Regions from separate parts of the Mus musculus genome. Here regions 2, 3, 4 and 5 are each linked to region 1. The links are chromatin contacts, called in public promoter capture Hi-C and targeted proximity ligation maps. All regions are on one chromosome and are shown on one strand. The core of a region is the stretch at or near the end of the contact, and the rest is flanking DNA. Distances in the headings are between cores, read along the strand shown.

The links. Promoter capture Hi-C pulls out the DNA fragments that hold promoters and counts their contacts. Capture Hi-C pulls out chosen DNA fragments and counts their contacts.
Region 2: a contact with region 1 is called in a promoter capture Hi-C map of liver, with 4 times the contacts expected there. A contact is called at or near these places in 1 of 39 promoter capture datasets (pre-B cells) and 2 of 9 other capture datasets (adipose tissue and liver).
Region 3: a contact with region 1 is called in a targeted proximity ligation map of pancreatic cancer cells. A contact is called at or near these places in 2 of 39 promoter capture datasets (liver and pre-B cells), 1 of 130 datasets of targeted methods (pancreatic cancer cells) and 1 of 9 other capture datasets (liver).
Region 4: a contact with region 1 is called in a promoter capture Hi-C map of neutrophils, with 3 times the contacts expected there. A contact is called at or near these places in 2 of 39 promoter capture datasets (liver and neutrophils).
Region 5: a promoter capture Hi-C map of liver shows a contact between it and region 1, with 4 times the contacts expected there. A contact is called at or near these places in 1 of 39 promoter capture datasets (liver), 1 of 130 datasets of targeted methods (pancreatic cancer cells) and 1 of 9 other capture datasets (adipose tissue).

The regions. Positions count from the first base shown.
Region 1 is chr19:6,415,809-6,420,420 of GRCm38.p6, forward strand. It overlaps Nrxn2 (neurexin II), which reads left to right and starts at 2,948. Exons shown (of 23, transcript NM_001205234.2): 1 at 2,948-3,164. Gm14965 (a long non-coding RNA gene) reads right to left here and starts at 2,954. Exons shown (of 3, transcript XR_879495.2): 1 at 2,683-2,954; 2 at 1,669-1,852.
Region 2 is chr19:4,623,988-4,628,558 of GRCm38.p6, forward strand. It overlaps Rce1 (Ras converting CAAX endopeptidase 1), which reads right to left and starts at 1,658. Exons shown (of 8, transcript NM_023131.2): 1 at 1,446-1,658; 2 at 1,206-1,308; 3 at 1,026-1,109; 4 at 698-776; 5 at 27-194. The coding sequence starts at 1,630. Gm960 (predicted gene 960) reads right to left here. Exons shown (of 15, transcript NM_001033447.3): 14 at 3,182-3,260; 15 at 1,854-2,203. The coding sequence ends at 1,854.
Region 3 is chr19:5,105,293-5,109,886 of GRCm38.p6, forward strand. Rab1b (RAB1B, member RAS oncogene family) reads right to left here and starts at 1,704. Exons shown (of 6, transcript NM_029576.3): 1 at 1,633-1,704. The coding sequence starts at 1,646. Klc2 (kinesin light chain 2) reads right to left here. Exons shown (of 16, transcript NM_008451.3): 12 at 4,441-4,549; 13 at 4,201-4,350; 14 at 4,009-4,133; 15 at 3,811-3,868; 16 at 2,454-3,396. The coding sequence ends at 3,313.
Region 4 is chr19:4,987,183-4,991,921 of GRCm38.p6, forward strand. Npas4 (neuronal PAS domain protein 4) reads right to left here and starts at 2,789. Exons shown (of 8, transcript NM_153553.5): 1 at 2,460-2,789; 2 at 1,554-1,705; 3 at 1,277-1,379; 4 at 893-1,166; 5 at 596-705; 6 at 133-268; 7 at 1-2. The coding sequence starts at 2,634.
Region 5 is chr19:5,066,198-5,070,501 of GRCm38.p6, forward strand. It overlaps Cd248 (CD248 antigen, endosialin), which reads left to right and starts at 1,881. Exons shown (of 1, transcript NM_054042.2): 1 at 1,881-4,304. The coding sequence starts at 1,929. The coding sequence ends at 4,226.

The DNA of each region.
Region 1 (4,612 bases), core at 1,698-4,197:
CCAAGGCTATTTCTAAGACTGCTTTGGGACAGGAGGGTGGTCTATGGGAGTTTTCTAAAGGATCTAGAGCCTGACCCAGATGTCCCTAAGGTCAGGAGGTACCAGATAGCAATGCTGAGAATGGGAGCTACATCCCCAGATTTCCACACTGTAGGGTGCCTTACAGCAGCTGTTGGGGTTGAAAAGGAGCACCCTAAATCCCTACCTGTACATCACTCTATTCTGCAGACCTGGCAGTGGCCTCCAATCTCTTGGAAGAGTGCACTATCCCAGAGCCTCTAATTCCTGCCTGTTTCTACCTTTTTGACTTCAATCCCTCTGGTCTTCTAGTCCTTATTTTGGGTCCCCTCATTCTCCTGCCCTGTCACAATGATCAGCTTCAGCCCTGTCCCTTATTGAGTCCCCTACACTGCCTCTCCTTCTGTCCTCAGCCCCCTCCTCCCCTCCCCCTCTCGAGGCTGTAATATCCGTTTCATGATTTGGGGGCTGAGTTGCTATAACAACAGACGGCGATTGTGTTGTGAAGAGCAGCTCGCTCCTGCTCTGCCAGCCTGCCTCCCGCTGCCTCCATCCCTGCAGCCTGGTCGGCTCCCCAGCCCACCCCCAGCCCCTCCTTGGCCTCTTCCCAGTGTGTGGTGCTGCCCGGTGTTCAGCTCTGCCTCATCTGGGATGTGACCTGTACCTGCCTTTCCACTGTCATTCAAATGTGTCAGAATTGAGTGTCTGGCCCTCACATGGTGTTTGCCTGAGCATATGTGTGTGGGACCTGCACCTACACTTGCCAGGGTTTCCCTCCCTGTTGGCTTGTGTACCTGCCTAGAAGGGTGTCTGCTCTATGCTGCTCCCCAATGCCACATTGGGTGTGAGCCTGTGTATTTGAGGGGTGTGTTTTGAAGTGGTGGGGCCCAGCTGCCATGAGGGATCTGAATCTCGGACCTTCCTTGTAGAGGAGAGGGACAGGGAGGTGTAGCAGGGAGGTGTAGCAGACTCCAGCGACCTTTCCTGCCCTTGATGGGAAAAGCTGAAGGTAGAGACAGAAGAGCGGTGTTCACCCTTGCCTCCCTTCCCACTCAGACTCCTGGGGTTTGAGCCTTGTCACTGGGTCACTGCACCTGCTTGTCTGTCCCTCTGCATTTTGGTGTTTGTACGTGTGAGTGTGGGTCCTGCAGGAGGAGGAACAGCAGATGATGGGTGGGGCAGTGGGCTGGGGGGGGGGTCAGAGAGGCCCTGACTCAGCAGTTCTTGTTCTGCTGCCTCTACTGGCCTTGGCAGCCAGTAGGGGACGTGTGGGGGGTGTGGTGGTAGTGGGGGCAGGGCTGCCTGAGGGTCTCTCCAAGGTCAGAGTAGGCCCCAAGTCTGGGACCTTGTTCAGGAATCTCCCTTTCCACTGCCTGGGAAATACCCATTGCAGCTAGGTCTTCTCCTATCCTCCTTCCAGGCTATCAAAGGAGGTCCTCTCTAAGGAGCGGTGGGGGGAGTGTCCACATTCATTAACTCAGGAATTGACTGCTCTGCAAAGTACCTACCGACGACCAGGGAGACTCCATGGGCAGGTCCCCTGTGAGTCACTTGGGTGTGTGTTTGCCCTTGAGTGTGCAGGTACCTGTGTATGCACAAGTATGCAGGTTATGGATCGAGTGTGTCCCCCCACCCCCCGTGGTGACTTACCATGGTGGGGCATCTCTGCAGTGTCCCTTTGTGTTTCTTGGAAACGCTGGGCACACATGAATAGGTGTGCATGGCTGTGTGCCCCCATGTGTATCTGCATACATTAGTGGTTGGACGTGTGTTCTTGCATATTGCCTCTGGCTAAGGAAATGCCAACTGCTACCAGCTGTGCAGATCACAGGCCCTGTAACAGAAATCAGGGGCCTGGAGAGAACTGGCAAAATGGTCTGCCACACACCCACGGCCACACCCACGCCGGCACACTGTCTCATTGAGAAGCCTTGTGTCCAACTTAGGTAATGGTATACACACCTAGGCGCTGGATCTACCTTTTCTCGGTGGAGTAAATGAAGAGGGGTGTTCCTTCCTCACACTCTGACACAAACACGGCGATGCAGACATTCTTACTGCAGAAGACTTGCACGCCAGGACCACACTCTGAAACTCACAGCTAAGGGTAGGAGCTCGAAGGGAAGATTCTACTAGATTTGTATTCAGTAACAGGGAGTGGGTAGCTTCCACCCCACCACTAGCCTTTTCCTACCCCAGAAAAGCCTTCCACAGGGGTGGAAAGCTGGTTCCAAACTCTGGGATTCCCATGAGTCTGGGCTGGGAAACCCCACTGTCTCTAGCTTAGAATCTTGCCAACCTCCAAGCTTCGTCCTTATCTCAGAAAAGCCCCTAGCTCTTCAGTTCCGGAGGCTTCCAGCTAGAGGATACAGAGACAGTGATTGGTAGGGTCTCTGCGAGCGACTGGAAAAGCCACTAGCAGTCCTGGGGTGGGAGAGGCTTCCTTGGCTCCGGGTAGCCCAGGCCAGCCCCCCCAGACTCAGCCAGCAGAGGGCGCTGTGGCCAAGGCCCTGCTCGGGTCCTGCTCTCTCGGTGCCTCAAGTCGGGGTTCAGTCCTCTCCTTTGGTTTGTCCCAGCCCTGGGCACTATCTTCGGGACCCGCCGGCAGGGGCGGGTGGGTGTGGGATCCAACAACCCAACCAAAGGTAGAAGGGGCTAGGGTACCTGGATTCCCAAGACCCCGAGCCTGGGGAGAGCACCTGCTGGGTTAAGAGGCCTGGACGTCCGGGCAAAGGTCCAGAGAGGTGGGAAAGGGCTCGGATGCCCTGGGGCCGGGACGCCTGGGTCCTCGCGGAGGAGGGAGGCGGGTCATGGAGCCGCGGGACTGGCGGCTTCTGCATCTTCGCATTGGCTGTGCCACTCGTCCGTCAGTGTTGCGTGGCCCAATGCGTGTGCTTGGGGGGCGGGTCCTGGTGCTGATGCTGCCGTCAGTCGGTGTTGCAGGGATGCGGCGGCGGGAGCAGCCGCCCTGACTCTCAGAGCATCCTCCTCGGAGCGGCACCGCGGCGGGGCGGGCGGGGACGCGGCGGGGACCAGGAGGCGCGAGGCAGCCGATATCGCTGGCCCAGGATCTGTTACCTGCCGTAGACCCAGCGGTCTCTAGGCTCGGATCCCTACCCTTCAGCTCCTGGCGCCCCCAAAACCAGGTATGGGGGGGGGGCTGCGGCGGAGACGGGTGGGGGGCGGGAGCCAATCGGGGGAGGGGAGCGGGTCGGAGGGGGCGGCGGATGCAGAAAGGACGGATTGGGGGGCGGGGGCGCCGAGCAGAGAGGGCTGGCTGGGTGACAGCGAGGAGGCGAAGCCGCTGGGGGAGGTTGGGGGACTCCCTGTGGAAGGGGCATTGGCCCTGAGCTGGGGCGAATGCAAGGTGGTGAGGGAGGGTCGATGGGGGAAGGGGGTCTGAAGGAGGGGCATCCATAGGGCTGTGAGAAGGGCTCTGAAATAGGGGTGGGGGGAGGTCCCAGTCTATGCTGGTCCTGGCAGCTGGAAGCAGTGATGGACCAGAGAAGCTGCGAGCTGTTGTGGTCTGAAGGGTCTGCAGGGGAGAAACACTGGTCTTAGTGGGAGAGGAGGCAGGCTGGAGAGAGGTTTGGGAAGTGGAGAGGGAGGTCTGGGGGCAACCACTGAAGAAAAGACTACTGGGGGATGGGAGCCAAGGGGAGAGGAGGTTATCAGGAGGGAGCAGAGGGGAAGATGCCAGGATGCTCTAGGCATAGATGAGTCTGTGACGGGGAAGAGCTGGACAAGATGGGGGGCCTGAGGGAGAGGAGAGAAGCTTGCTGGGGAGAGCTGGGGGGTGACAGAGAGGGAAACCGGTCGAAGGAGGCTCTGCTTGGCTGAGAATATACTTGAGGGCAGCGGTGGGGCTCTGGTCACAGAGTACTGGAAGGGTAGAGGAGTCTTCTGAGCCCTGGGCTTATCCCTCCACCTCAAAGAGGTGGGAACCATTTCTCATGCTCCAGCCTTCTCCCCCAGAGGGAGGAGCAGTCTGCCTGGGTTCTTTGGGATGGGGGTATGACCACAAGGACCCTGGGTGGGCTCCTGGAGGTGAAATTGGATTTGTGGGGGTTATTGGGCTGTTCCAGTTGCCTTTGCCGTCACCCCCTCTTGAGGCATCCAGGGCCTTAATGAACCGGCAGGGATGGGAGGGGTAGTTCCTTGGTGCTCCACAGCGAAAGGGTGCCCAGCTCCACAGTGCTCAAGAAAATCTGAGGGGGTGGGTCTTGGGTCTCCAGCCCCCTTGACTACTTCCGGCTTTCAAACACCCTCGTTCTTTGCACATATTGTGGGTGGGTGGGGTAGACAAGGACCTTCTAGTCATTCCTGCCCCTCCCTCTCGTCCACCTTCTCAGTGTCTGGGCGTTCCTTCTGGGGGAGAGCTTTACATCCTCTGTCTTCTGCTAGAAAAAGAGAGAGAAGGGAGCAGGAAGGAAAAAGAGAGGAGGGGAGGTCGGCTAGTCAGTTAACTACATGGAGGGCCTCCGGCTTTGTAGGTGCTTCAGCTACTCAGGTCCCAGCTTGCTACCCCAAACCTGGGGATGGCTCAGGGATGGATATGTCAGAGCCAGAGCAACTTTCGTCTGTAGCCTCAGGG
Region 2 (4,571 bases), core at 408-2,907, 1.8 Mb before region 1:
GTCATTGCTGGACGGGCGAGACTCACCGACTCCAAAAAAGAGTGGGCAGGTGAACACAGCAGGGCCCAGACCCGTGCACGGCGCTAGCATGGGCAGCATGCAAGCCCGGAACACCAGCTCCTCTGTCAGCGGTGCAATAACTTGGTTTCGTAGCCAGCGCATGTCTGTGAGGCAGCGGGCCCAAGAACGAGGGGCTAGAGTGAATATTCAGGATAAGCAGTGAGTGCCTGGTTACTAGAGACATCTGGGCCCTCTCCCACAGATTTACTCGAGCCAAACTCAGTTTAGGAGATCCTGGGAATCAGAATGGGGAAGGGAACAAGCCTTATCAGACCAAATTACAACGGCTTGAGATGGCTGGCAGCAGGAAGGGAAGGCAGCAGTAGATGAGGGAGTCACAGAAAATTCCAGAGGCACCCAAATTTTACCAAGGCCAATCTTTGGGGAAGCCAAATGATGAGAGAGCAGGGGAAGATGCTGTCTGGCCCATATCAAGTGCTGTTTGTGGTCCAGACAGGCCTCCTTGAGTATCACACTTACAGGGTACTCAGCAATGTAATCCATTTTACTGATGTGGAAACACACGCTGAGAGGTGACATCTCACCTCTTCAGTCCAGATCACACCATCTCACTGACTCCTTTCCCCAGTGTTCTGGACTGCCTGTGCCTACCTTTTCCTCAGTCTTGAAGACTCACCCAGGACAACCTTCAGCCCATCTGTCAGGTCACAAGGGCAATCCATAGAGAGCTGCATCAGTGGACCCAGGAAAAGGATCTGGGGGGGGGGGGCAAACATAAAATGAAAGCCTTTTACCACAATCCAATGACCTTGCCCACACCTATGCCCTTGGTCAGCCTCACCAGACCTCAGGTTTCCTGAGTTCTAGGGTTTCCCAGCCATGTACACCAGAAGCTTAGGGGGCCACATCATAATTCCTGTCTTCCATCTGCCAAAAGCTGTACCCAAGCAGGGCACGTCATTACACTAGTGACAACAGAGTTGGAAAAATAAAGCAGGACTCACCATAGTTAGCAGCAGGGGCAGCAGCGCTGCTGGGAAAATGCCCTCCAGCCTGAAGCCCATCAAGGTAAGCAGTGATGTGCCTGGCTGAGCCACAGGAAAGGGGGCGTTAGTGATGTTCCCTCCCACAAAATTCTAGATTCTTCCCCTAGCTGCCCTGTGCCCCACCCACCTCCTTCGCACCTGGATGCCAGTGAGTTCCCTCCAGAGCAGCACGCAAAGAGGGGACAAGCTGGACACTACCAGGACACTGGTGGAACGCCGCTTGATAACAGCGGGGTGGTCCCTAGGAAAAGGGACAGTAAGTTCCGGGGGGCCTGCAGCAACCACGCCAACGCGGCCCCACCCCCGTCCGGCCCAAGCTCCGCCCGCAGCCCCGCCCCACGAGGGCGCAGATCCCGGCCGCGCGCGCATCCCCCGCACCTGGGCAGCTCGCTCTTCCACACGTAGAGGCTGCCCACGTAGGAGCAGGCGAGGCTGAAGCAGGAGAACACAGACACCCAGCAGCACAGCCCCGAGCCCGGGCCGCTCAGCGCGGCTGACTCGGGCTGCCGCTCTGGCCGCGATACCGACAGTAAACGCAGCCCGTCCCCGCCCAGCGCCGCCATCACGCCCGGACCCGTGGCGCGCGGCAGTGACGCGACGGCGTAGGTGACGTCAGGCGGCGGCGCGAGTTGTCGGGTCCCCCGGGCGCCCCTCCCCTTGCACGATAGTTGATACTTTGTGCTTGGAACGGCTTTATTGAAATACAGAAGTTGTGACACACGTGTCCCGGGCTTCCTTGGCTTGCTGGGCGTCTCAGAGAGAATGCTTAGGACCTGTGTCCCGGATTCAGCCACTCGGACAGATTGGATACCTCCTGTAGCCACAAGTCCTGCGGGAGCAGAGGAGGCGGTGGTGAGGACCCGGCGGTGGTAGCTCAGGCCCGCACCCGCCCTGCTCTCGCTGCGGTACCTCCAGGCCGCCCGCAGGGCTAGCTGCCTCTGCCGCCTGGGCCCTGCCGTGGGCCGCTTGGGTCTGCGATCCTCTAGCAGTGAGGGAGACCTCGGTGAGCTCGCGGTCGCGCGTGGCGGATTTTGGCGGGCTCCGGTCTCTTGCTGAGCCCAGAACTCGCGATTCTTCCCTGCCATGGTTGGGGCTGCCCCTCTTGGGCCTCTTGTTTTCTGCTTGCCCGATGGATTCTAGGAGAGAACAAGCCCATTTCATCTTACTCCCGAAGATTTGTGCCAATGCTACAGAGATTGTTGGGGCAGGGGTATCGTTCTAAATTAACTCTCCCGCTCCACCTTTCCGGATGAAAACATTTCAGTACCTGACCTCCCATGATAGGCGACATCTAACTTTCCGCCCAAACTAGGTGATATGCATTTCAAGTTCCTCTCTGAACCTAAGCTTTGCTTCGGGCAATAAGCAACTCAATCTCTCTCTGGTATTGTTCTAGGCAGTTACTACAGAGGCAGCTTTTTGTTGTTGATGTTCAGACAGACTCTCTTGAAACCCAGGCTAGCCTTAAAGTGATCATCTTGCTTCTAACACCCAAGTGCTGGAATTAGACACTCGTGAACATGCTTTAGCTCAGCGGTTCTCAACCTGCGGGTCGCACATCAGATACTTACACTGTGGTGCATAACAGTGGCAAAATGACAGTTAATTAGTAACACTGAAGATAACTGTATGGTTGGGGATCACCACAGCACGAGGCACTGTATTAAAAGGTGGCAGCGTCAGGAAGGTTGGGAACCACCATCACTAATCCGTAGTAGATCCAGTTTTGGAAGAACAAACACAGAGGAGGATCAAACTCGGTATTGACAAGCAAACCAACTCTGACACTGAGCTACATCCCCAGCCTCGCAGGTGCAGATTTACAGAGTCTTGCCTTGGCTGATTCCTCCTGAGTCAATGAATGCACGTTTCTCTGGAAAGGCTAATGTGCACATACTAAGTACAACGCACAAGTCCTATTGAGTAGCTTTAAAGTAGGAATGCATGCGGTTGCTACTCCAAGTCCCTCAATCACTGTGGAAGGCGGCCAAATCCCAGGTGGCAGCAGCATGGCTAAAGTGGAATGGGATCGTTGGATAGCTGGACCACTCCACACCATGAATTTTATTTCTCTGGTTTCAGTCCAGGGCTTACCCCCAAAGCTAGAAACTTACCTTCAGGGAATTCCTGGGCAATATTCTTGTGCTGGTCTTTGGTGTTCTGGGCTGAAATGTTTTTCTCTGGAGTCAGGTGCTTTAACAATTAGAAAGACCAAGTGAATTCTGCAGAAGTCTGAATGAACCTTAGTGAGACGTGTGGTTTGGTTTATATGGATGTTTTCACCCTCATCCTCCTAACTCAACAGTCTCTACTTGGCCTCCAGCTTTCAAAGCATCCCCCTTCTGTGGACCCTTGTACAACTCACACTGTAGCCATTCCCAGCATATCCCTGAACCTCAGGCTCTGAAGATGGCACTATTCATCATTTTTATGTGTTTATGCCCATCTTTCTACTCCAGGTTTACCATGTGTATTTGTAACTATGTGAATTATGTGTCTACAGGAGAGGTGGTCAGGTCCCCTGTAATTGGAGTTACACTTTGACAAGCTGCCTGATGTGAATACTGGGAACCAAACCAAACCAATAGCAGCATGGTCCCTCTTCCACACAGCCATTTCTCCAGTCCCTTTTTATTTAGTCTTGGCTGTCTGGAACTCAGTATATGGTGGAGAACAAGCTGGGCTTGAACTTGCAGAGATCCTCCTACCTTTGCCTCACAAGTGCTAGAATTAAAGGCATACACCACAATCCCTGGCCCTGTCTTTTTTTAAATTAAATTCTTTGAGACAGGGTCTCTTATATCCCAGAGCTGACCTTTAATGTCTGACCATCTGTCCCTCTATATACATGTACACTTAGTTAAAAATACATCTTTTAAAAAGTTGAAAAAAATGAGTGTTTGCATGAAAGCTGCAGGAGCACACTTCATAAAATGGCATAGTAGCACATATGTAATCCCAGCACTCAGGAGAGGGAGGCAGAAAGAGCAGGAGTTCAAGATAACCCTCAGCTACATAGGAAGATAAAAGCCATTCTCAGATACACAGTGAGACCCTCCTCCCCGCCCCCACTCCTGTAATGTCTACACCAAGGGGAGGGGAGAAGTAAGCCAATAGAAGGTGGGCGGGGCTTTGGGAGAGGAGCTGGGTTATGTGCGTTCAGCAGTCACAGTCTTGTTTTCAGTGTGATGGAGACCTCTGGGGATTGGGGGAGGAGCACACGGCACAGTGACTATCCTTAAAGCATCAAGTTGACACTTTCAAAGGGAAGTCTTAGGTAAGAATTACACCACAGTACTATGCATTCTATGATACACTGCTTCTTGTTTCCCCCTTTAAGACAGTTTTGCTAGATAGTTCTGTCTGTCCTGGAACTTACTATGTAGGCCAGGTTGTCACTCTGTCTCCTAAATGCTGGGATTAAATGTGAGAGCTACCTGGCATTCTCATTACAGATTTTTATGTTATAGGAGCTCTGCAGTTACAGTTATCATCATTTCTGGG
Region 3 (4,594 bases), core at 454-2,953, 1.3 Mb before region 1:
CCTCCCCTGTCCCTTCCTGCACTAAGCACAGCAGGACTGTAAGGCATACTTCTGCTTGGTCTACTACGGTGCTCACTAGAGCCTTCTACTGTTCTGAAAAAGGGACAAAAGTAAGTAAAAAAAATTGACCCTTATTAGCCCCCAATAAGCTAGCACAGTTTGCTAAGAGATATGTGGTATCATTTGGTAAAAACTAAGAAAATCACATTAGGCCATACAGTATGCCAGTCTAGGACCCAAAAGGGAAACCTGACCCATAAAGTCAAAATAAATATGAAGCTGGAATGGGAGGTGATGAGTGAGTGTGTGAGTGTGTGTATGTGTGTGTGTGTCTGTGTGTGGTGAGGGGAGGACGGTGCTTGCCTCTTGGCAGAGGCAGACAGAATTCTGAGTCCTAGGCCAACCTGGTCTACAGAGTGAGTTTCAGGACAGCCAGGGCTGCAGAGAAACCCTGTCTGAAAAATCCAAAACAAAAAACAAATGTGAAAGAGCCTGAGATGAAGTCACACTAACAGGAGGCAGTCAACAAGTGGCCATGGAAGCAGCCGTCAATACTAAACTGGAACTGACCCTGTGTGAAGCACTTGAAATCACCCTTTACTAAACCCTCACAACAGTGCACACAAGTGGGTGAGTGTTATTTCCAACCACTGAGGAAGCCAGAGGTCACAGAAGGGAGGTGACTTGCCCTAAGCAGTTGAAAACTGTGAGACTGGAAACCAGGCCTGTCAGATTCCAAGCTCTTTGACAGCCAGCCGGTAGCTTCCCCCTCCTAAGCCCACTTCTGAGTTCGAGCCTCCTCAAGGAAATCTGAGGCCTCGAGTTGGGGAAGAAAAAGGAAGTGGAGACAGGGAAGAAGATAACGTGGGTGCAAAACTGCATGCCGGCCATCTACTCCAAAGGGTTTGGGCTTGAGGAATAAAAATTCTACTCCAAGGGAGCAAGCAAACTCCACATTCACCTAAAGTTCTTTGGCAGTGTGACAGGAAGCCAGCTGACAGTGGCACTGAAGGCCCGAGCAAAGGTGAGAGGACAGAAAAGAACAGACCGCCGGGAGCACCATGACAGCACGACCCAAGCAGGGCAAATGGTAGCCTCGGAGGAAAGGATCTGCAGGGGATGTGAATCAAACAGGGACTTGGGGGTCCCCTCTTGTCTTGTTAGCTTCTAGGCCAGCCCTGGGACCGAGGCTCCAGAAGAAAGGCAAAGGCAGAGAGGTTCACAGCCCAACTCAAAGTACTCGACTGTGGAGATCAGAAACTCTAGCGATGGGCTCCAAACCGCCTGCCCTTGGTCAAGCTGTAGGTGGGAAAATTGAAGCTCAGGGAGACCAAATCTGCACGGTCACCTAACCAAAAAGGCCTGTGAGGGCTGGTGCTGCGGGCTCCAAGTGCTGCCCATTCAGGCTGCAGCCTCCGGGCCTCGGGCTGCAGAACTCGGGGTGTTGAGTCGGGGTCCTGGGGATCCCGGGGGGAGGGGCAGGACCCGGATGTAAGGGGGGGGTCAGCGGAAGAGGGACCCGGATGTGGGGGCGCCGCGCAGTTCTGACCAAGGCCAGACAACTTCGGCAAGCATATAGCCCCATAGACAGGATCGAGGCTGCGCCGCACGGCGCGGGCGGGGCTCACTCACTATTCGGGGTTCATGGCGGCAGCGGTGGCCCGCTCGGTCGCTCCCAGTCGGCTCTGCTCCGCCTCCCGTTCCAAGATGGTTGCCACTCCGCCCTAGAGGCCCCGCCCGCGCCGCGCAGGCGCAAATCCTTCCGACTCGGGTTGCGCCGCGCTGCCTTGCGGAACCTGTAGTTTCCATGGATATTCGACTTGCCACTGCTGCGCAGGCGCAACTCAGGGAACAGAGCGGCCGTGCACTCTCCAGAAGCCACCCGCGAACGGCCTTCTGGGGTCTGTAGTCTTCCCAATCACTGAACCGACCCAGCTACAAAAAAATCTTCGTTGGGCTACCTAATCTGCAAGTTTGGATCTTGTTTAGTACCGGGGTAGGTAGGTATACTTCGCCTCTGAGGTGGGCAGCCACTTTTACCCTCTCGGTTCGCAGATTGAAACTAAAAGGTGTAGCGTATTTAGGACCAGAAAATTTTGACTTATTCAGTGTTCTTCGTGGAATGGACACTGCAGCCTTAGTACCAGGATTATATGATCACTAGTATTACATATATGAAAAACCATCTCAGGAAGCTCAGTCCAAGAACGTATTAAGAAGTCATAACAGGCAGAATTGTCTAGAACCCCATAAGGGCATGTGTTAGGTGCAACCCCAAAATCTGTAGCATCCCCCCCAAACAGTTCAGGATAATGGCAGAGTATTAGTTCCAGCCTCGAGGGCAGGGAATGATATGCGTGTGTATCCTGTATCCCTCACTCCCGCAGCCTCTCCCGATTCCACCCGACTCAAGGGATGCTCAGGGGCTCTGGGACTCCTCAAAACAAGCCCGGTTCAGATTCAAATCGTCTTTATTTCTACAGCAACATCTGAAAATAGAGAGTGACTGCCTTACCCAACAAATGGGGTAGCCCCTCCTACTGTGTGGGAGGAAGGGGGACATCAGAAGCTGAGGCAAGGATGGCGTGGCAGGATGGCTCAATGGGCTGTGCCCAGGGTGGGGTCAGGCCATGCCTGGGAGGGGCTGGGGTGGGGGCGGGGTGGGGGAGGACAGTGCATTAAGTCCCCGGAAGCAGCACAGGGCCCTGTGGTGTGAGGGTCTGGGCATTTGCAAGATGGAGTGGAACGAATCCCTCCAAGACCAGGCGAAGAGGTCTAGGGACCCCTTTTGGGAGGCTCTGGTCCCAGAACTTGAAGCTTGGGAGATACCACCACTGGGAACGGGGTGATTTAAGGCCTGGGCGGTACCACTGGATAAGAGAGAGGCAGGTGGTGGCCCGGGAATACCGTGGACTGAGAGGAGGGCTGAGAGGATGACACACGGCCAATAACTTATTTCTCTATATACAGAAGCAACGGCCGGGAGTGGAGGGCAAAGGTGCTGAGGGGACAGCAAGTACTTAGTGTTCTTGGCTTTGGGGCTGGGTAGACAGGCCACCACTCCCACAGGCCCTGAACTCAGGGAAGAAAGGCCCCCTGCTGGAAGAATAAATAAGGAGCAGAGCTGGAGCCGGCAGGACCGTCCTCCAGGGCCATGGCTGAGATGACAAGGGAGGAAGTTACCCTGAGATTGAACAGAAAAGACAGGGGTCCTTGGGAGGGGCAGGCAGGACAAGCAGCAGGCCCATGCGCAGGGCTGGGGGAAGGGACCATGTCGGATGGAGGCTCTGGTGACTGGCTGCCCCTTCAGCTTTAGCCCACCAGGGAGCTTCTTCGAGAGAGGTCCATGGAGCTGGAGCTCAAAGTGCGGCTGTCAGAAAGACCCGTGCCTCCAGGCTGTGGGCAGAGGATGCAGCTTAGTCCTAAACTGTTGGGAGTGAAGGGGGACGTGGGGGGTGGGGGGACGACACACACGCAGCATTCCAGAAGAGGAAGGGATGATAAAAGGGCCAAACTAGGTGCCCTGTGCAAATACAGCCAGTCTAAGACTGGCCAAAGTTAAAGTTTAGCTCACAACCAGGACCTGAGAGCTTCAAGTGGGAACTGGTTGACTGGATCTCTGCCCCAAGGCAAGAGTTTTCCCTTTATCTGACCTCTCCCTCCACTTGTTTCTACCAATCTCCGCCTGAAACCAGAGCAGTGGTTGGCTAAAGACTCACCAGGGGAAGTTGGGTGGGGCCATACACAGTAAAAACAGGGCCCAGAGGCCTGGGTCTAGGCTGCCTAGTACCAGGTGCCCTCCATTCTTACCTGGACTGGCTCTTCCACACTCTTGTTAAGGAAGTTAAGAGAGCTGGCCCTCTTCATCCTGAGAAAAAGGAGGGCCAGGATTTGTTAATATTAGGTGAGATAATAAAGGGATACCAGGTTGGGTCTGGGATGGAGGGCATGATAAAGCAGATCTGGTGACAGTGTTTTCCGAGAGGGATGGGAGGGTCAGCAGCTCACCTAGAGTTAGGGGGCTCCTGTGGGCCCCCTCCCTGCAGCTTCCTCACCAGCATCTCACTGCTGCGTCTCAGAGCATCCCGGAGCTTCCCAAAGGAGCCACTGCGCCGCAGAGAGCCGCTGCCGTCCTGTGGGAAGAACAGTCTCTAGGCCCTGCTTTGTAGTCTTACAGCCCTCCTCAGCCTCCACACTCACCCCACTCCACTCAGCTGCAGGCCCTGACTCCTCCAGGTCCGACTCAGATTGAGGCCCAGCCACATCTCTGCTGCCACGGCGGTGTCCTCGTCCACCACTGCCATCTTTTAACAGTTCTACCACCTTGGTCTGGCTGGCAGGATCCAGGCCCTGAAGGGGGCAGGAAGCATCAGACCTGACTAAAGCACACATGGAGCCTCATAGGTCTCTACTTATCCTCCTCCACCATGAAAGCCCTACCTGTTTGCGGCTGCGGCTGGCACAGTCTTCCAGTGTGTGTGCGGCTTCCAGCTTGCCCTGGCGCCGGTACAGGGCGCCCAAGCTTCGCAGAGTGGTGTTGACTGTGGGACTGTGGACAGATATCACATGGGGGTCTAATATCGAGCAAACAGGC
Region 4 (4,739 bases), core at 1,539-4,038, 1.4 Mb before region 1:
CACTGGAAAGGGAAGAGGTGGCAGCTTGTAAGGGTCTGCTGTCCATTACCAGAGTAGTTTTCTTCGTTGCATTTCTTCTATGCTGACCTCAGCTCCCCTCCCCTCTCCGCCATCTTGTATCTTACAGCTTACCTGATAGGGTAGTTATTGGCAGTAAAAGGGCCTTCTGGACCTTCTGAGTATAGCATGCAGTAAATCCATGTCCAGCCTCCATGCTTGGCTTGAAGTCTCACCACCATTTCAGCCTGAATATCTCCACTTTCAGCCACTGGGGAGAAAAAAGGAATACCGGATTAGAAGGTCCATCAATCAACACCACCTACACACCCACCTTTCTTACCTCTACACTGAATTGAGGGAGCCATGACATATTCTCTTCTAACTACCCTAACCTGTACCTCTAGGCTCCCCACTTGACCTTATCACACAGTGTTTTCTAACTCTGTCCTATTCTTGCCTTGACTTCTCATCCTCAAGCTCACTCTGTAGCCTCCGAAACTCCTTAACATCAGTTTGGACCACAGCCAGTCCCTGGCCTGTCTCCCATGCTTTCTCCCAGCTTCCTGTGTTATGCACGGCCTCTCAGGACACTCACACAGGCGGTAGTGTTGAGAAGAAGCTTGGGCCAGGTCCTCGGGGTGTAGCAGTCCATACCATGATTTACAGAGCAGTTCGCTGCGCTCAAAGCCCAGGTAGATTAGGACACTGGGAAGGTGGAAATGATGAGGTCAGCTTTCTGTTTACCTTACTCAAAATGCATGCACTTCACTCCCTCCCATGCTCTCTGCCCACTTAAGCCCCATCCTCCCTGCCCTGAATCTAAGATCACGAATCTAAAGTTCCCTTCTTTCTGGCCTCCCTTCTTACTGGAGTTTGAACACTTTGGGCTTACCTTTCAGAAACGTCCAGTAGGGCTAGGTCCTTAGCATGCCGGCTCTGGAACATGGCCAGGAAGAGAGAAGCAGGACCAGGGCCAGGGCCAGGGCCGGGGCCAGGGCGGGGTCTTGGCTCCAGTGGGGCGCAGAAAGCGGTGAACACAGGGTTTCCTGCCCAGTAGGCCCCAGGTGGGTGAGCATGGAATCGACCTCGAATAAGCACCAGTTTGTTTCCTGAACTCTGGCGCCGGAGGGACTTGGAGGTGTTGAATCGACAACGGAAAAGGCGATCTAGGTGAGCAAAAGGAAAAACTGACTAAGAGGGTGGGCATTGGAGGAGAGTAGATAGTTAGGGCAGGGCAGCAGAGGAGTAAACTGAAGAACCGAGAGGAGGTTCTTACCAGCATCCAGAGCAGAGGGCATGGTGAGCTGCTGGCGCACAGTGAGATGGTCAGCAGGGTCAATGATATCGTAGATACTGTCGCCCTGGGCAACCAGGTCCACCTAGAAAGGAGAAGTGATCATTAGTGAAGGCAGCAAGAGCCTATCTGCAACCAATGATTTTTCTTAGGGAAGACTCCCCCACACTCGCCTCTAATAACTCTGTTTTCAGTAGTGAGAGGCTCATTTTATCTCACATATACCCCAACTTGAGATGCAAGGACTTTTAGTACTCACCATAGAGTGGCCCAGATGCTCGCTCACACTCTCCGACAGGTATAGCAACTTCCCCTCAGCTGTGAATACAAGGAGAAATCCAGGTAGTGCTGCCACAATGTCTTCAAGCTCTTGAGCAGAGAGAAGCCCGGTGGGGCCAGCCAAAGGAGTGCCTGTAGGGTGAGAAGATGTGGTGAGTCAGGATAAGAATCAGGGACAACACAGAAATAAAGAGAACATCTTTTGAGTCTTGGAGAAGACACAGGAAATTCCCATAGACCTATTTCTGCCAACACCTGTTGACCCTATGCTTGTGGATCTTGGCCAGGAGACCTGTTGCTAAAACTATCTAGCCAGGGAGCCCCTGGACTTCCAAGCCTGGCCGGAACCTCAGCAGCCCTCTGCTGTCAGCACTGTGGACAGAGCTCTCCCGAAAGGACTGGGATTCAGCACCGCGGACAGCTCCTGCGAAAAGGGGCTATGGCCATTTCAGCACCGCGGGCAGCGCCAGAAAGGGTGATGGCTTCAGGACGTCGAACAGCTCCAGAGCGCATAGAAAGACCCTCTCAGCATTTTCTAGCACAAGCTACTCTTCCTCATACTTTGCCTTTGCAGGCTTTCCCTGTAGCTTGCCAGGCTTCCTTCCGTACCCTCCCCGGATTCCTGGAGTGCCTCTGAGGCAATGGGAGCCTGGACCATTCTGTTTTAGCGCTCTATCTCACACAAATCCAGTGCTAGGACTATCGTTTAGGCTAGTCTAGATGGAGCTCAGAAGAAAAAGTAGGAAGTCCAGGGTCCCCTCAAGTCCCTTCTCTCCACAGGCTTCCAGCACGCTGTGCTAGACAAGCGGCAGTTTTAGCACATTCCCTCAGCTCCTCCATCCCTGGTCCCCGTCAGCTCTGGTCTCCGGTAGCCCAAGCTGCTCACCTCCAGCAAAGAAGACACCCTTGCGAGTGTAGATGCAGGCAAGACTCATGATGTGCAGGTAGGACAGCCGGACCTTGTCCGCTTCAGCCAACGGCAGCAGCTCCTTGAGGTTCCGAATCTCGGCGTTGATCTGGTCGCGGCGCGCCTTGGAGGCGCCCTTGGTGGATCGGTACATGACTGCCGGCTGTGGAGCTCCAGCTCCGGCTCCCGAGCACCTGCGATCCTTTCCCGATGCACCGGAGGCTTCCTCTTCCTTGCTTCCCGGTCTTTTCGCTCAGGCTCTTGCTCGCTCTCGCTCCACTCCTGGGCTCCGCTCGGCAGCGCTGCCCCCCTCGCCTGCCTCGATCCGCCTTATATAGCTCCTGACAGGCGTGGGGGGCTCGTTTTTAGAGACGGGGGGGGCAGCGGGAGGCGGGAGGCTGGGCTAAAGCAAGCTGCAGAGGGAGCCACTGGCTGGGGAGGGGGGGTGCTCCTCCTCCCTCCCAGACTTCCGACGTCATCCCGTGACGTCGAACGGGAGAGGGAGGGGGCGGGGGAAGGGGGAGAAGGGAGGGTGCAGAGGGGGCCGGCTGGCAAGAGCTGTGCAGAGCCAGGAATGGGGTGCAGGGACCCAGGTTTTCCATTACATTCTATTAGGAGGAGGAACAGTACATGGATTAGGGTGGTCTGAAGCCCTTAACAAGAGAGTTTGTAGAAGGCAAAGCGAGGCTGCTATCAACATAGATTTTTCTAAGGAGGCAAAGGATGAGAAGGGGCTTGGTCCTCTGCCAATTTGCCGCCATCTGCCAGGCAGGGGTCGAAATTACATGAGGGACTTTCCTTGGCTTTTGGGGAGGGGCTAGGTCACAACTGGGGGTCTTTTCTGGGGTCTATTCAATCTGAAAGTCCCTTAGCCAGTTTCAAATAAATAATTCCTTCTTCGCCTCCATGCCCTGACCTGAGGGTCTAAATCTCCAGGATAGGGTGGAATGGTGGTCCTGTGGAGAAGAGACCACTTGAATTCGGTCTTGATCATATTTCCTTAGCACCATAGGAACACAAACATCTCCACTGTGATCTGCAGGGATTCCTTTTTCCTCTATTAGTTCATCTTAGCCACCTGTCGGGGAAACTGAGGCAAAGACCCAGGGCCTGGTGAGGATCTGGATGTGTGTTTGAACCTCTCCCACGATCCCCTCCCGCTTGTCAGCCCCCAAGACGAGCTGTTCCCCCGCCCTCTTGCGAGCCCCAGTCTCTCCGGCGGGCTGGGGGGCGGGGGCGGGGCCGGGGGAATCCCAGCTCCATATTAGGACAGGAATCCTCCGGCGGCTGCGGCGGCGGCAGCGGCGGGCGGGGCCTACCGGCCTCCGCACAGCTCTAGAAAGCTCTCCCCACTGCTTCAGCCGGGAAGAGGGGGAGGCTGCCAAGTAGCCAGGGTCTGCTGTGCCCTCAGTGGCTGCTGCACCTACCCAAGACCCTTTAATTCTGCCAGAGTCCCCTCCCCATCTCCCTTCAATTCTTGCTCCATCTTTAGCTCCAGGGCTCCTCGTTCTGCCTGTGCACTTGTCACTGAGTGAGCGCACAACATACACCTTTCTTTTTTTTTTTTTCCTTCGTTCATTGAGCGTTGGACAGTCTATCTCGGCTTTGTGGGCGCCCCCCACCCCCACCCCTCTAATTTGCACCTTTGGTTTAACTACCTGTCATGTCAGGCTTGTCTTTGTAGTGTGGCCTTTGCATCACCCCACCCCTCCAGACACACACCCCCACACACACCTTTCTTCAGTCACTTACATGCGATTGCTGTCTACACAGGGTATGGGAGCCCTTTTTTTATCCCACAACCATTTCACAAAGGACTAGAGAAACTTTTTGCCCAAAATTTCATTTAGAGTAGGAACATATAAAAGCACTTTTAGAGCCTGAAAAACAAGACCATTTAAAAAGTTGAGGGAAGCCGGGCGTGGTGGCACACGCCTTTAATCCCAGCACTTGGGAGGCAGAGGCAAGCAGATTTCTGAGTTCGAGGCCAGCCTGGTCTACAAAGTGAGTTCCAGGACAGCCAAGGCTACACAGAGAAACCCTGTCTCAAAAAACAAAAACACACAAACAAACAGAACAAAAAACAAAAAAAAATTGGGAGAGAGGGACAGAACTGGCTGCAGAAAGTTAGAGATGAACTTTGACACCAAGGAGAAAAGTTTGTGGTCAAGAAACCCCTGTTCTTCATGGAAAGGGGTGATAGCAAGAGAGGCAACGTGGAGTGAAAAGCAGGGGGTATGGGAAGAGGGTACTTTGGTG
Region 5 (4,304 bases), core at 631-3,130, 1.4 Mb before region 1:
AGCTTAGCCTGGGCAACATGTAAGACTTTGCCTCAAAAAATCAAAAACGGACAGGGCGTAGTGGTGCATGCCTTTAATCCCAGCACTCGGGAGGCAGAAGCAGGCGGATTTCTGAGTTCGAAGCCATCCTGGTCTACAGAGTGAGTTCCAGGACAGCCAAGGCTATACAGAGAAACCCTGTCTCGGAAAAATAAATAAATAAAAAACGGGCTGGAGTGATGCCTAAGCAGCGAAGAGTACTTCTTGCTCTTGCAGAGGACCCAAGTTTGGTTCCCAGCACCCACACGGTAGTTTAAAAATACCCGTAACTCCAGTTCCAGGGAATTTGATGCCCTCTTCTGACTTCTGAAGGTAACAGGCACACACACGGTACACACGCATACATGCAGGAAAAACACTCATAAACAGAAAGCAAAAATGTTTTTAAAAGTCGAAATAAAAACCAAGAGTAGCCGGGCACGATGGCACACTCGGGAGGCAGAGGCAGGCAGATTTCTGAATTCAAGGCCAGCCTGGTCTACAGAGTGAGTTCCAGGACAGCCAGGGCTACACAGAGAAACCCTGTCTCAGAAAACCAAAACAAACAAACAAACAAACAAAAAACCCCAAGGGTATAAAAGGATTACCTGGTGTTGGGTGACTGTAGTACCTGCTACTTAGAATCCAGGAGTTTGGAATAGCCTTGGCAACAGAGCAAACTCCATCTCTTAAAAATAAATAAATAAATAAATAAAGGTAAAAAGAGAATGCAGGGGTTAATCCTTCACACAGAATCCCAGGGCCACCCTGGGTGCCTGGCCCAGTGTGCAAACCTCCAGAGGCCTCCAGGAAGGGCTGGAAGAGGACCCTGGGAGTAAGGAGGACAATGTGATGCCTGTGTCACACTTACTATCCTGTTGTGTCCCCATGCCCATACATGGTCTTGCACAGGTCCCCTCATAGCAGCCGTGCTCACCCTGAGCAGAGCTCAGTCTCCACAGAGCCCAGAGTCATGCACCCTGCCTTCCTGCAGCAGAAGCCTGGAGAGGCATTTCCTGTTAGGGGGCAGCCTCCTCCCGCTCTAAGCCCAGGTTCCCAGGGCCCCTGACTGAGCCAGGGTAAGGAGAGAGCAGGCCTTGGCCTCCTCCCCCCTCCCTAACCCCTAATGCTGGTCCTGCTGGAGCCAAAAAAACTTGGGAGTGAGGTAGGCTGAGCGAAGGGCTCATCAAATACGTGTCTGGTTGAGGTGGTTCTCAAGGAGGTTATCAAGTTGATTCTCACGCAGGGCCCAGGCAGGAATGGGTGGGGCCTCATCGTTGAGACCGTTTAGCAGGCCACATCATCCTAGCTTATCCACCTAAGGGCATACACAGCATGTCAGGAGAGCTGCGTGTGTGAGGCTGGGGTTTGGCGGCCTTAGATAGGGTGTCAGAGAAGATGCTCTTGCCAGGCTTGGAAGGAGTCGTTCACATATGTGTGATGAGAAAGGGCTGGCCCGATCAAGTCGTTGAGCTCAGAATGCAGCCAGTATACTGATACTGGTGAATCCAGATCCCGGCTTTCGGGAGTCTCTCTGGAAGACAGCTTCACCCCAGCTGCCTTAGCTGCAAACAACGCTGAAGTTTCAGAGGGTTGACTGGGGATGCTTCTCAGACAGACAGGTTCCCTTTTCCCTGACTCTCAGCTCTGTAACGCCTGAGGTAGCCCGTTAGTTGTACCTCCCCCCTCCTCTGCCCTTCGCCTCTCACCCCAGAACCCCCCCCACCCCACTGCTTCCTGCTCCAGCAGCCCCCGGGGAGCTAGCAGGGGAGCTGGCAGCGGCCCCAGCCCACTCCTTACAAGGCGTGAGTCCGCCGGGCCCGCCCCCGGCCCTCCCGCCAGAGGCCTTGATCCCTCCCCCTGTCAAGAGCAGCGGCAGGCCCGAGCCGGGCCAGTCGGGGGGCGTCGCGATGCTGCTGCGCCTGCTGCTGGCCTGGGTGGCCGCGGTGCCCGCACTGGGCCAGGTCCCCTGGACGCCGGAGCCTCGAGCCGCGTGCGGCCCCAGCAGCTGCTACGCGCTCTTTCCCCGGCGCCGCACATTCCTGGAAGCTTGGCGGGCGTGCCGCGAATTGGGGGGCAACCTGGCCACACCGCGGACCCCAGAGGAGGCCCAGCGTGTGGACAGCCTGGTGGGGGTCGGGCCGGCCAACGGGCTGCTATGGATTGGGTTGCAGCGGCAGGCTAGGCAATGCCAGCCGCAGCGCCCACTGCGGGGCTTCATATGGACCACGGGAGACCAGGACACCGCCTTCACCAACTGGGCCCAGCCGGCTACGGAAGGACCCTGCCCAGCCCAGCGCTGTGCAGCCCTTGAGGCCAGCGGAGAGCATCGCTGGCTCGAAGGCTCGTGCACACTGGCTGTCGATGGCTACCTCTGCCAGTTTGGTTTTGAGGGTGCCTGCCCTGCCTTGCCGCTTGAGGTGGGTCAGGCCGGTCCCGCTGTCTACACCACACCCTTCAACCTGGTTTCCAGCGAGTTCGAATGGCTGCCCTTTGGCTCCGTGGCAGCTGTGCAGTGCCAAGCTGGCAGGGGAGCTTCTCTGCTGTGCGTGAAACAGCCTTCAGGTGGCGTGGGCTGGTCCCAGACTGGCCCGCTGTGCCCAGGGACTGGCTGTGGTCCTGACAATGGGGGTTGCGAACATGAGTGTGTGGAAGAGGTGGACGGTGCTGTGTCCTGCCGCTGCAGTGAAGGCTTCCGTCTAGCAGCAGATGGGCACAGTTGTGAAGACCCCTGTGCCCAGGCCCCCTGTGAGCAGCAGTGTGAACCTGGAGGGCCACAAGGCTATAGCTGCCACTGTCGCCTTGGCTTCCGGCCAGCTGAGGATGATCCACACCGCTGCGTGGACACGGATGAGTGCCAGATTGCTGGTGTGTGCCAGCAGATGTGTGTCAACTATGTTGGTGGCTTTGAGTGTTACTGCAGCGAGGGTCACGAGCTTGAGGCAGATGGTATCAGCTGTAGCCCTGCAGGAGCCATGGGTGCCCAGGCTTCCCAGGATCTCAGAGATGAGTTGCTGGATGATGGAGAAGAAGGGGAGGATGAAGAGGAGCCCTGGGAGGACTTTGATGGCACCTGGACAGAGGAACAGGGGATCCTATGGCTGGCACCTACACATCCACCTGACTTTGGCCTGCCCTATAGGCCCAACTTCCCACAGGATGGAGAGCCTCAGAGATTGCACCTGGAGCCTACCTGGCCACCCCCACTTAGTGCCCCCAGGGGCCCCTACCACTCCTCAGTGGTGTCTGCCACACGGCCCATGGTGATCTCTGCCACTCGACCCACACTACCTTCTGCCCACAAGACCTCTGTTATTTCAGCTACACGCCCACCCCTGAGCCCTGTCCACCCACCTGCCATGGCCCCTGCCACACCTCCAGCTGTGTTCTCTGAGCACCAGATCCCCAAAATCAAGGCCAATTATCCAGACCTGCCTTTTGGCCACAAGCCTGGGATAACCTCGGCCACTCACCCAGCACGGTCTCCTCCGTACCAGCCCCCCATTATCTCAACCAACTATCCCCAAGTCTTCCCTCCCCACCAGGCCCCTATGTCTCCAGATACCCACACTATCACTTATTTGCCTCCAGTCCCCCCTCACCTTGATCCTGGGGATACCACTTCTAAAGCCCATCAACACCCTTTGCTCCCAGATGCTCCAGGTATCAGAACCCAGGCCCCCCAGCTTTCTGTCTCAGCTCTCCAGCCCCCTCTTCCTACCAACTCCAGGTCTTCTGTCCATGAAACTCCTGTGCCTGCTGCCAACCAGCCCCCAGCCTTCCCTTCTTCTCCCCTCCCCCCTCAGAGGCCCACTAACCAGACCTCATCTATCAGCCCTACACATTCCTATTCCAGAGCCCCTCTAGTCCCAAGGGAAGGAGTTCCCAGTCCCAAATCAGTGCCACAGCTGCCCTCGGTGCCCTCCACAGCAGCTCCAACAGCCCTGGCAGAGTCAGGTCTTGCAGGCCAAAGCCAAAGGGATGACCGCTGGCTGCTGGTGGCACTCCTGGTGCCAACATGTGTCTTCTTGGTGGTGCTGCTTGCCCTGGGCATTGTGTACTGCACTCGCTGTGGCTCCCACGCACCCAACAAGCGGATCACGGACTGCTATCGCTGGGTCACACATGCTGGGAACAAGAGCTCAACAGAACCCATGCCCCCCAGAGGCAGCCTTACAGGGGTACAGACCTGTAGAACCAGTGTGTGATGGGGTGCAGATGCCCCTTTGTGGGATAGAAGAAAAGGACTTGCTTTGGACACATGGCTGAGACCACACCAAGGACTT